3 separate regions of the Sus scrofa genome follow, and regions 2 and 3 are each linked to region 1. A link is a contact called in public Hi-C data. All regions are on one chromosome and are shown on one strand. Each heading gives the region's core, a stretch centred on a gene start, on an enhancer-like site or on the middle of the called end of the contact. The rest is flanking DNA. Distances are from core to core; before and after follow the strand shown.

Region 1 (4,137 bases), core at 672-3,171:
TGTTCTGTAATTAACATGTATCATTTTTATAATTAAAAAAATCATTTTTTCTGTTACACATGCAGAGCTGGTGTTTTATTTAACACTGCCTGCTAGGACAACCAGAGCAGTGGTCAGGTAAATTAAGTTAGCTATAATAAAGCAGCTTGGAAGTTTCAAGCAGTTAAACAGAGTAATTAAAATCCTAATGAAATAACACAGAGCTGGTCACTTAGCTGCAGTAAGGCTGCTATAAATAGACACTGGGTTCCACCTTTCAAAAGGTCTAAAAATGGCATAAAATAAAAAAATGAACAATTGTTCATGTAAAGGGTCATGTGTCATGCTTGTCCTAAGCAATTGTAACCTGAACACACCCGTATCTCATCCTCTGAGCTGGATGCCTGTCTCTGGAAGGGTGTATTTGCTCTACATTACTCAGTTTACTTTCCTAAACTTGAAATGGAGTGGAATTTCAATGCAAAGTTACCTATTAGCTCCAAGGCTAAATTTAAACCTTTAATTAAATTAATCCCTTGATCTTAACCATATTGTCTCTCCCTCAGAAAAGTGTAGAGGAGAGGTTTCTTAGACATCACAGAACTCAAGCAGTGTGACAATTGTTTCTATTGCGTTTGGTAGGTCACCCAAACCAAATAGGAGAATCTGAACGTGTTTTCAGATGGCTCATGGTAACCTACCCTCCCGCTCCCACTCCAGGACAGGCATTTGTTGGGGTGAGGCTGGGGTACAATATACTGTGAGTCCTCCCAGATCTAGCGTTGCAGCTCTGGAAGGCTCATCACGTCCTTGGACAGGTACCCATATTAATAGAAGGTATGGTAGGTGCCAAGCGGATGTTTATGAAATAAATGACAGAAAGTAACTGTGCCTATTGTTTCCAGTTTATATGGAAGAAAAAGATGACAAGTGGAAAAGGGTGTGAGGCCATCTTAGCTTACCTTGGTCTTCATGGAAAACGGAGTACGTTTCTGGGCCAAAGTAGAAATTTATGTGAGCCTTTGCTAAGAAAGAGATGAGAAGTGACAGCACCATCAAATGGTGTCAGTTGGTCTGGCCACATGGATGACGTTCGTGCGCCTGGGCTCTTATGCATCCCGGGGTGTGCATTTGTATCAGGGACTGCATCTTCAGTCTGAGAATGAATGAGACACAAACTCAACAGTTACCAACAGCTTTAAGGTGGGACTGTCCACATAGTTACACTGCCCTACCCGCATAACTATTAACAAAGACTATTTCTCTGGGCCCAACTGCAGCGCGGAATACAGTAAACAAGCTCGAGGGCCAAATCTCTGAGTCGCTCCAATTAATTGTTCTTCAGACCCTCAACCCTCCGGGGCCCACATCCTCACGCAGTGACTCAAGGGGTTCTGCTCGCGCCCCCAATTCCCAATCCAAGAGGGGCGGGGAAACGTGCTCGCCACCCTTACCTGGGCGCGCGCCCTGGGAGCCACCAATTCTCCCCGCAGGAAGCTCCGACTACCTTGACCGCCCTTCCGACCCCCGCCCCGCCACCCTCTTGGCTTTCCCTTCCTCCTTCTCTTTTTCCTCCTCCTCCGGCCCCCGCCTTCTGCCGCCTGTCTCTGCGGCCGCCGCCTGCGGCTTTGTTTTCCTCCCAGGTTTCATTCCCCACACGTGATACTGTTTTTGCAAAGAGCTCTTCGGAGCGCGAGCGCGGGGCGCGCGCACCTATAAATACGGACACTGGGGCCCGTGAGCCGGAGACCTCGCGGGCGGGGAAGGCCTGGGACCGAATGCTCAGGCTGCTCGCGGGCGGGCAGACGGCCAGGGAGCCAGCGAGCCAGCGAGCCGCGCGCGTGGGCCGGGGCGGCGGCGCCCCGCGCCGGAGCACCGAGGGGTGAGCATGGCCCGCCCGCTGGGGGGCCGGGCCGCCGCGCACGCCGCCCGCGCCCCGCGCCCTGCCCAGCCCGGGTCACCGGCGCTCGCGCCCGCCGCTTAGCACTCGGGCGCCGCTCGCTTCTCGGGGCATCGCGGAAATATCGCCACAGACGGACACAATGGCGGCGACTGCCGCCACCACGGCCGCCACCGCCGGCACGGCCGTCCGCAGCAGCGGCAGCAGCAGCAGCAGCAGCAGCGCCGGCACCGACGCCACGGGCACCAGCAGATTGCCGCAGCCGCCGCCGCAGCCGCCCCAGCCCGCGGCCGCCGCGCCGGCCCAGCCGCGGCAGCCGCCGCCCGACCCCCCCAGGAAGCCACGCATGGACCCTCGGCGCCGCCAGGCTGCCCTCTCCTTCCTCACCAATATCTCTTTAGACGGACGGCCGCCGCTGCAAGATGAGGAGTGGGCTGGCAGCGAGGAGAGCGGTGGGGTCAAGCCCGGAGCCGGCAGCGCCTGCGGCGCGAGGACTCGGCTCAGTCTGCTCGCCGCCGCCGAGCGGGGCGGCTGCAGCGCGCTTGCAGTGGCGGGCACAGCGGCGGCATTGGCAGCTGGATCCGGCCCCTACCTCCCGCCGCCGTCGCCGCTGCCGCCCCTGGTCCCTGGCGGCTACGCGACCGCGCTCGGCCCTGGGGCGTCCCGAGGGTTCGCGAGCTCCCTGGGCGCGGGCCGGGCGTCGGGAGAGCAACTGCAGCTGCCCCGGCCCGCGCTTCTCGCCGCCTGCGTTCAGCCGCAGCTGCCCAACGGGCCCGGGGGCGCCGGGCAGGAGGAGTTGGAGGAGGACGATGCCTTTACCAGCGTGCAGGTGCCGGCGGCCGCCTTCTTGGGCTCCGGGACTCCCGGGAGTGGGAGCGGCAGTCGAGGCCGCCTCAACTCGTTCACTCAGGGAATCCTGCCCATCGCCTTCTCCAGGCAGACTTCGCAGAACTATTGCTCTCTGGAGCAGCCGGGCCAGGGAGGCAGCACCAGCGCCTTTGAACAGCTGCAGAGGTCCCGGTGAGTAACCTGGACGCCGCCGCGCGCGCCTTATCTCGCGTCCCTCCCGGCCGGCTCTGTGCTGCGGGACACGGGTCGTTCCCACTTTCCCGCGCCCCGCCGGATCCCAGGGCTTCTGGCGCGAATTCCAAACTACAAGGGTACGCGGAAGAGGGATGGTCTCCGGGGAGTGTGTGTGTTCACACGTGTGTGCACGAGCCAGGCATTCACAGAGCCAAAGCAGAGGCACCATGCTCAGGCAGTGGGTCTCTGGATTTAGGGCTTAAGGGCGCCCATTGAAAAGCGGCACCAAAACCTCCCATTACAAGGAGAGCACGGACTTCCAGGAACCCAATCCGGACCCAGAGACGCTCTCTCCCACGCCAGGCAAGGCTAGGCGGGGCGAAAAGTGGAGCAGTGGGTCCGGCCAGCGGCAGAGCGGCGCGTGTGAGCCTGAACTTGTCGCGAACACGCCGTGAATTCCTCCTGAGAAGTTGTGCCTGCGCTCAAAGTATTTCAGTCCCAGGGAATGTGTCCCAGGGAAACCCTTTGCTTTTCCAAGAGAAGCAAACCCTTCTTAGGTTTCTTTGAACCAGGATGGGGCACAGGGAAGAAATAGGGTTTGAGGCTTCTTTTTTCCATTCCAAGATGAATTTGCTGAAATTAGTGAAAAGGTGATTGTGTTTGCTCGCTGAAGTCCCCTGCAGGTATCCTGCATCTTAGCAACAATATGAAATATTGGACATTTGCTTATTGTTCTGGAAATAGCTGGAGCTTGTCTCTGCTAGTTCCAGAGACCCCTTGGGAGTTAGGTCTGTGTGAGACAGTGGGACTGTTGGTTGGGAGAGAGTGAGGAAGTGTAGGCCTGTTCTCTGGTTGGGAGCATCTTGACTTGTCACCTAGGAAGCCCACCTGTGAAGTTAGTAGTAACCTAGAGGCTCCCATGGTTCAGTTATTTGAGCATCCTGGGGCCTCAGTTTCCCCTTCTGGCATGGGACCTTGCCAACATGTTGCAGGCCTCAAGACCAGAAGGGAGAACCTTTCTGTTACAGCTTCCTCCTCTAATGCTCATCTGGACACTTACTGGCCTAAGTAAGAAGGTGGCCTGTTGGAAAACTTAAAACACACACACCCCCGCCCCTGCGCCGCCATGGACAGAAGGGGAAGAGCAAACAGGGCTCCTCCAGAATTTTGTTCTCAGTCTTTCTTCCCAAGTGGTGAAATCAAGACCCTGCTCCGTGTGTCACATCCTAGTGCAA
Region 2 (4,137 bases), core at 1,131-3,630, 330 kb after region 1:
GGGATCAAACCCGCAACCTCATGGTACTTAGTCGGATTTGTTAACCACTGAGCCACAACGGAAACTCCAGGAAAAGTAGTTTTGACGGCTTAATACCTACCCAGGCCTCATTAGGGTCCAGGTTCAAGAAAATTATAGTCAAGAGAGACATGTACTATTTCTCAAAACTGCACATATTATTTGGATAAGCATGAGGTCTGAAAATCATGCAGTGTAGCAATGTTATTTCATCATCTATAAAAATTAAAAATTAAGGAGAGCAGGAGTTCCTGCTGTGGCTCAGCGGTTCACGAACCGGACTAGGATCCATGAGGTTTCAGGCTCAATCCCTGGCCTCACTCAGTGGGTTGGGGATCCAGCGTTGCTGTGAGCTGTGGTGTAGGTTGCGGTTGTGGTTCCGATCCTGCATTGCTGTGGCTGTGGTGTAGGCCGGCAGCTGCAGCTGCGATTGGACCCTTAGCCTGGGAACCTCCATATGCCGAGAATTCGGCCCTAAAAAGCCAAAAAAAAAAAAAAATTAAGGAGGGCAAAAATCCCCCCAAAATATATTTCAGACCTTATGGAGGACAGTTAGTCTGGAATTCTGCAACAGAACTTTATTAGAGCTCACACTGAACCCAGACGAGCTGCTGTCATCAGTGAGAATTCTAAAAGCAGGGAGTCCTACCACCAGCCCTGCTCTCTGTTTGGGTGTACTGAAAGCCTGTGTAGACAAGAGGGAGTTAATCCTAAAATAACAAAAGCATTTCCAGTTCATATTTACAAACCCTCTCAAGGAGTTTTGCAAGAAACTTATGATCAACTTCTGACCTGTCTCAAAAGTCCTAGGAGAAGAGGCCCTCACTGGCCATCAGCCTTGGCCACTACCTTGAGGTAAAAGGATTTCCGAGATAAAAGCTACTTAGCAATGCAAAGCCTGCCTATTAGACCCTGACCTAAAACTCAAGGGAAACTGAATCACTCTATTTTCAAAGCAACTAACTGCTACTATTTCCTGAGTTTTTACTACAGTGATGAGGTCTCTCCACATATCACATTACTAGTCATGTGAGGTATTATTTATCTTCGGAAAACATTAGACTTGAAAGAATAAAGTGTGCAAAGCCCAAGAGCCAGCAGGTGGTCTACCAGCTGACCCCATTCCAAACCACCTGCCTGAAACTTGCTTTCCTCCGCCTCCCATCACATCCAGGCACCAGAAGGGTGAGCCCCCCACCGCAGGCACAGCCAGGAGGCCTCTCCTGGGTCAGCACCACCTGTCTCCTTCTGAGAAGGATGCAGAAGTCCAAGGAGAGGTTTTTCTAGTACAGGAAACCCCTTCGTTTGCTTTCCCCTATGACTCACTAACCCCTCATCACTGACACACCCATGAGTGGGCACCAGGGCAGGGGATTCCAGAGGCTCATTCCTTCATCTGGATCTGGTTTAATCAGCACTACATCCTTAGACATTCCCCCTGACTTCCACAGTTTTAAAAGAGAACACTCTAGACACAAACAGCAGCAAGGGCTGAGGCCCAAGGCTATTAAACCAAAGGAAAGCCGACCCAGGGAGTCAGGACTCGGAGCTCCAGGCCCCATTCTCTCCAGAGCTAGTAATGTGACAAGACGAAATTCAATGGCCACTACACCTGTGAGCCTGTTTCTCAAGACGTAAAGGGAGCGGATAAGAAGTCACTTGCGCTCTTTAGAAGATCACACTGACATACATAAAGTACTTAGGTCTGCTCCAATTTGGTGCCTAAATGGATAGTTTCCTTTACCTCCTCTCCCACCCTCAGCTTTAGGGAAGGAGAAAAAGAAACATAAAGTGGTCAGATCTTCTAAATAAATTTATAAAGAATTCGTGTGCATGTGGCAGAATTAAGAGGAGGAAAAAGGCAGACTAAATAAGAACCCTACCCTCTCTACCCACTTTCCTCCTTCCCTCTGATTCCACATCCTAAACCCATAAATTAGGTGACCACAGGTGGAATGGGTTCAAGACAGGTCAAACAGGCAGCTTTCAGTAGCCATCTTCCAGACCACAGGGAAATGTGCGTGGACAGAAGGCACGGGAGAGGTGGGCGGGGGGCATCTCCAGGAGCTCCACCGCTAGACCAACTTCTTCAGCCGCCCAGCGGCTGGTCCCCTCTGGGACCGGAGGCGTCTAAGCCGCAGCACAGCCCGCCACCCTCCCCGATTCGCGGCCCCACTACATCCCCCAGAGCCCGCCCAGGTCGCGGACATCCGCTCACCTGCACAGGGCAGAGCAGCAGCAGGAGGAGGCCGAAGGCCGGGCCGCGCGCGCTCATGCTGCCGCGACGCCGGGCGGCGGACGTCCGAGGTTCAGCTGGCAGTCCGGTTCAGCGTCCCGAGACGTCTCAGGCTGCCGCGCCGGCTGAGGGAGGGAACAGACACCAGAGCCGGCTGGCTGCGCGCGCAGGTCAGGAAGGAAGGCGTCGTCGGCCCCTCCCACTTCTGGGTGGAGCCACTGCCGGGACGCCCTGGACTCGTCTTGGGCGGGACAGGGGCGGGGCTAAGCGGGACCCGACCTCGTGAGGCCACGGCACCCTCCCAAGTGCCGGCTCTGCGCTTCTCCGCCCTGCTGCGCCTGGGGGCACGTCAAGGGGTTGGGGACGCCCCGACTTGAGCCGCTGAACCTTTGGAATCCGGCCTGAAAAGGATATTTCTGAGTTGTCCCATCGATGTGTGGGTTTGATGCTTCAACTCATTTCTCCCCTTTTTGTCTTTCCTGGATTGGAGACTGTGGACGAGAAGGTTTTAGTAAATGGGAATGCTTGGGGACCGTTTTCTCAATGGAGACCCCACTTCTCAGAGGAATATGTGTTTACTTCGTCCCCAGTTAGCACCCGGAGCAAGCTTTTCTTCCAAACCCAGTCACCCAAAAGGAAACCCGTGTCTGGACACTTCTAGCAAAGCTGGGGGCGGTGCCACGTAGTGGCCTGACAGTGTTGTGATCTGACAGTTCGATGGGCGGAGCGTGGCAGTGGGCGATGCCTCTGAGCTACCCAATCTCTGTTTTCTATCTGCTCAGCCCATTTTGTAAAAGCGCTAGAACTGCACCATCTGCTGGGGGAACCGAGCGTGACAGAGAACCGGCGGCCGGAACAAGAGCCCCCTCCACCCCCAAATCACCCCTGGTGGGTGGGACTAGAGTCCTTTAGGTTCTAGGTGAACTATCACGAAAGTAAAAAAAAAGAAGCATCTTGGGTTTTGAGTCTTACACTTGGTTGAGATAATCTTTTTTGGTTTTAATACCTATTATTATTATATTCATTTCTGGTAACATTTCTCCTCAGGTTTCAATTATTAAGAGCACTCAAAAGCATAAGTCATTTCGATTTTGTAGTTAAGGAAATGGAGGAAAGAATTTCTTCTTCCCACAGTAGAAGCCAATTTACAATGAAAAGGTTGACTATCCATCTGTAGCAATGATCAACTCCAATTGAGTTAGGACCACGATACAGCTGATGTTCTCATTCCTACTCTACAAAGTGGCTGATTCAGTCACTGACTTGCCTCCCGACCGCCTCTGCCTGCTCTGAAAAGTCCACGTAACTGGCTGGGTATTGAAACTATAGGAATCTCCTCTGGACCATCAGCCCTAGATCTTCCATGATGACCTCCTAGCCTCATGCACTGCTTGCTCTCAGGCTCTTAGTGCTCGCCCTGATGATCAAGTATCAGGCTTCCTGCAGAGGTACTGAAAATATTGTTACTGAGGAGTTCCCTTGTGACTCAGCAGGTTAAGGATCCGGCATTGTCACTGCATGGGCTAGGGTCCCTTCTGTGGCATGGTTTCCATTCCTGGCCCCAGGGGCCGCCAAAAAAAAATGCTATTACTGAACCATTGGCAGCAGCACCACCTGGGGATCTGTTAGAAATTCAAGTTATGGGCTCCACCCTGGATGCTCTGAATCAGAAACTCTAGGAAGTGAAGCCAGTTCTTTGTGGTTTAACCAGCCCTCCTGAGTGAAGGAAACTTCAAAGCACCGTATGAGATATTTCTGGGATGGGCAGAAATTTTGATACTGGACAAATTATGTCCACTATTCTCCAAAATAATAACAAAAAGATTTTTTAGACATATTTTTTTTTCTGCTTTTGTTTTTTGTACAGCTTCAACAGTACCCAA
Region 3 (4,137 bases), core at 612-3,111, 260 kb after region 1:
CCACTGTTCATAGACGTGGTCCTCCAACTCTGCCTCAGGGTCCCTGGGTTCTGCAAACTCCTGGCCACCACACCAGACTTGCATGGTTCTTACGCGAAGTAGAGTTGGAACAGCCTTGCTCTTACTTTCATTTAAAATACCTAACTCATCCCTACATCCTTCCACCCAGAGCCACCACTACCTCCATCCCTCTTCTCCCCTCAGAGGCAAGAATCTCCAGTACAGTTACGATGGATTTTTCGCTGGCTATCACCCTGTTCTCACTTCCCATTCTCACTTCCACCTCCCACCCCTGCAGCAATGATGTTCCTTTGGAAACACCCCTGGGGTAAAAACAGAGGCCACTTTTCAGTGCTCTCCTTAGCTCCCTTCTCGAAGACTTTGTCAAAGCGCACTGAACTTCCTCCAGAGACAAATCCCTCCCTGGTTTTCTGTCTACTTCCCTGGCAGGCTCTCCTCATTCTCCTTTACCAATTCCTGGACCTGGCCTCTAAAGGTTGGTTTTGTGTGTGTGTGTGTGTGTGTGTGTGTGTGTGTTTCATTCTCCTGTCATAGTAGAGCCTTTGCAATACCATGGCTTCAAATACCATGTATATTCCAATAACTCCTAATGTCTATCTCCAGTTCTGTCACTCTTCTGATGAGCTTTAGGCCTATATATCCTAGTTGTGTAGCTGTCATTTCTCCTTGGATTCACATGTCCAAAACTCAACTCCTGATATTCCCTGCCAAACTTCTCAAGCCTCATATCTTTTTTTTTTTTTTTTTTTTCTTTTTAGGGCTGCACCACTGCACATGGAAGTTCCCAGGCTGGGGGCTGAATTGGAGCTACAGCTGCCAGCCTACACCACAGCCACAGCAACACCAGGTCTGGAATCTACACCACAGCTCATGGCAATGCTGGATCCTTAACCCACTGAGCGAGGCCAGGGATTGAACCCACATCCTCATGCATCCTAGTCGGGTTCATTACCGCTGAGCCACAACGGGAACTCCAAGCTTCAATATCCTAATGGTGACAAAATCCATCAGGTGGGAGTTCTTGTAGTGGCTCAGCGGTAACCCGACTAGTATCCATGAGGATATGGGTTTGATTCCTGGCCTTGCTCAGTGGGTTAAGGATCCGGGTGTTGTGGTGAGCTGTGGTGTAGGTCGAAGACCTTCTGGAACCCCAAGCTGCTGTGGCTGTGGCTAGGCTGGGAGCTGCAGCTCTGATTAGACCCCTGGCCTGGGAACTTCCATATGCTGCCGGTGCAGCCCTTTAAAAAAAAAAAAATCCATCATGTTGTTGAGAATAGACACTTAGGTGTCATTCGTGATCTTCCCTTCTTGCCTTCCAGCTCTGTCTCTATCCCTTGGAGAGGAGCTTCCACACCTACTCCCCACTAAATGTCAAAGCCATCAAAAATGGCTTTCTGACCCGCAATCTAAAAAACAGGTTTTCCCGTTGCCTGGTCACAGCATCTGGGTGCCGACCATAGCACTCATCTCCCTTACTAAGCTTCCAGAGGCAGGCTCAAGAAGCCCTCCCGAGAGAAAGGATGTTTTCTCCAGACCCGGTGTGTGGGTGCGGGGCAGCCCTGCCCCACGCGAGCATCAGGCCCTAAGCAAACTTCCCAAGACAGAGTAAGAGCCAAGCTTCGCTAACTCCAGGGTTAGTTTGGCTGGGATCCGCAACCCAGGAAACCGCCCTAGGCACCTGGGCTTCCGGGTTTACGCTGCAGTCTGCAGCCATCCGCACCCGGAAAGGGGAGGAGCCTCCCGAGCAGAAAGGGGCGTGGTCTCGGCTGGTGGGCCCCACCGCAGCGGGCGGGCCGGCCGTCGCCAGTTTAAGCGCGTAGAGCCGATGATCACGTGCTAGAGGCTGGGGGCGTGGCACCAGGAAGAAGCCTCCAGGCCCTTGAGGTCGCCACCTCCCCCGCTGTCCCCTTCGCCTCTGCTGCACAGCCGGTTTCCCAGCGCCCGGCACCTCTCACTCAGCTTCACGCTGGCGGCAGCCTCTGGATCCCCCGCCGCTGCCGCGGCTCCCGCTATGGGCGAGGAGAACTACTACCTGGAGCTGTGCGAGCGGCCGGTGCACTTCGAGAAGGCGAACCCGGTCAACTGCGTCTTCTTCGATGAGGCCAACAAGCAGGTTTGGGCAGGCCCTCGCCTTGTTCCCCGCGCAGCGCCGCGCGCCCTGCCGTCACCTCACCGGTGTCCCGCGCGTCGGGGCCGGGCGCCGGGCGACCAGGCCTTGGGCCTCCCCTGCAGTGCGGGCGCGGGACCCTCATCAGGCCTTTCCTGTGGGGTGGCCGAGGGACCAGGCTCCGCTGCGGCCGGGGCTTTCGCCCCCGAAGTGACAGCTCGGGTGGACACCCCCCCGCCGCACCGACCCTGCCCCCCCCCCCCCCGGCCGCTGTGGTCATCTATTAGCAAGCGGATCTTTCCCCGGCGCCGTTTGTTGTCTCTTTGCCATCCGTTCCGTTTCAAAGATTTAGATCCTCAGGTTTTCTTTATTACCGGAATTTAAAGGTAGGGGGAGTAGGGTGGCGGATAAGCAGGGTGTGCCTAAGTGCATCCGCGGCGCCTTTGCAGAGACGGATTAAAACTTGCAGCCTCCTCGGATGTCTAGTCACTTGTGATGGAACATGATGATGTGAGACAATAGAATGTGTACATGTATGTGTAACTGGGTCACCATGCTGTACAGTAGAAAAAAAATTGTGTTGGGGAAATAACAATTAGACAAAACGAAACAAAACACAAAAAAACCCACCTTGCAGCCTCTGGACCAACCCGGTCTTGCCCAGGAATGGTAGCCTCTTTTGGTCTCTATTTCTTAAAATTCATGCCGGCACCAGACATCTGCGATTGATACGTGCCGCGCGTTAGTTTAGTTGAACCAAGGTTGGGGTGTAGCAGAAATCATCATTACAGGTAGGTATGTGTGTCTAGAGCCTTTCAAAGTTCGAACCATTAACGTTGCTGCTTTTCCCTCTCAGGTTTTTGCTGTTCGATCTGGTGGAGCTACTGGCGTGGTAGTTAAAGGCCCAGATGACAGAAACCCCATCTCATTTAGGTATCTATTGACGTTTTCAGGATATTTCTATCTGGGAACAAGATGGTGTGTTTATTTTTGTTTCTCTTTCAAAAAAAGGTTTTAAATGTTGTGCTTTGTCTTCCCTAAGAGATCTTAAGTCTGTGTGGCGGCAGGGGTGGGGGGTGGGGTGGGAACGGATGGGGGCATGGGGATGGGGGGCACACCGCTATCTTTAGGAAGAGGAAAGCAGACACCTGCAGGGCAGTCTTGGTGGCATGCCCTAGCACTTCGTATGGAGTCCTTCCCTGTTGTTTTGGGATCCAGCTACACCAATGTAAGGCACCTACTTCCTGGCACTTGAAATTAACCATGCAGGGCATTGATGTGTCTGTTTCTGGTTTCTTGACAAAGGAGGGCCTGCATTTCCTCTTTTGGCCCAGGGTCTTTCCAGAGTGTTTGGGAGGCAGAGAAGATTTCTGGGTCATTGCTTCCCATGTCATAATGTATATTAAAATCTCAGCTTCCACTAGGCTGAAGGTGGCTGGATGCCCCAGTTTATGCAAGTTGAACCAGTGTAATTATGAATAGCAGCCCCTTTCACTTTCAGCAGTATCTCAATTTGGGTGATAAACTATCTGGTCACCTTAACCCTTGTGATTACAGAAGGGGAGAAAGTACAGTGTCGGCGCTCAATTCAGTGGTGACTTCGAAAACATTTTAAATTTGGCCCATGTTAATAGGAAACAGTTTTTGAAGTAGAAAATGAATCAGGAGTTCCCGTTGTGTCGCAGTGGTTAACAAATCCGACTAGGAACCATGAGATTTCAGGTTCGATCCCTGCCCTTGCTCAGTGGGTTAACGATCCGGCATTGCCGTGAGCTGTGGTGTAGGTTGCAGACACGGCTCGGATCCTGCGTTGCTGTGGCTCTGGTGTAGGCCGGTGGCTACAGCTCCGATTCGACCCCTAGCCTGGGAACCTCCATATGCTGTGGCAGCGGCCCAAGAAATAGCAAAAAAGACAAAAAAAAAAAAAAAAAAAAGAATCAGCTTCTTCTTGGCAAACACTGATCGCAGCCCCTGTGCTAGGCGCCAGGTATGTGAAGGCCTTTAGATTG

The links. A called contact is a pair of places that touch in the nucleus more often than the background predicts.
Region 2: a Hi-C map of liver shows a contact between it and region 1, with 3 times the contacts expected there. The contact joins the promoter of NPC1 here to the promoter of CABLES1 in region 1. A contact is called at or near these places in 1 of 5 promoter capture datasets (liver), 4 of 47 Hi-C or Micro-C datasets (embryonic fibroblasts, heart right ventricle, liver and 1 more) and 2 of 2 datasets of contacts at active chromatin or transcription factors (alveolar macrophages and skeletal muscle).
Region 3: a contact with region 1 is called in a Hi-C map of liver, with 10 times the contacts expected there. The contact joins the promoter of C6H18orf8 here to the promoter of CABLES1 in region 1. A contact is called at or near these places in 1 of 5 promoter capture datasets (liver), 2 of 47 Hi-C or Micro-C datasets (liver and mesenteric adipose tissue) and 1 of 2 datasets of contacts at active chromatin or transcription factors (alveolar macrophages).

What each region holds. Positions count from the first base shown.
Region 1 is chr6:108,114,423-108,118,559 of Sscrofa11.1, forward strand. CABLES1 (CDK5 and ABL1 enzyme substrate 1) reads left to right here and starts at 1,922. Exons shown (of 10, transcript XM_021097743.1): 1 at 1,922-2,899. The coding sequence starts at 2,022. LOC106510679 (a long non-coding RNA gene) reads right to left here and starts at 2,821. Exons shown (of 5, transcript XR_002345445.1): 1 at 2,699-2,821; 2 at 942-1,135.
Region 2 is chr6:108,448,106-108,452,242 of Sscrofa11.1, forward strand. It overlaps NPC1 (NPC intracellular cholesterol transporter 1), which reads right to left and starts at 2,381. Exons shown (of 26, transcript NM_214322.1): 1 at 2,237-2,381. The coding sequence starts at 2,293.
Region 3 is chr6:108,374,902-108,379,038 of Sscrofa11.1, forward strand. C6H18orf8 reads left to right here and starts at 1,862. Exons shown (of 18, transcript XM_021096181.1): 1 at 1,862-2,134; 2 at 2,985-3,061. The coding sequence starts at 2,033.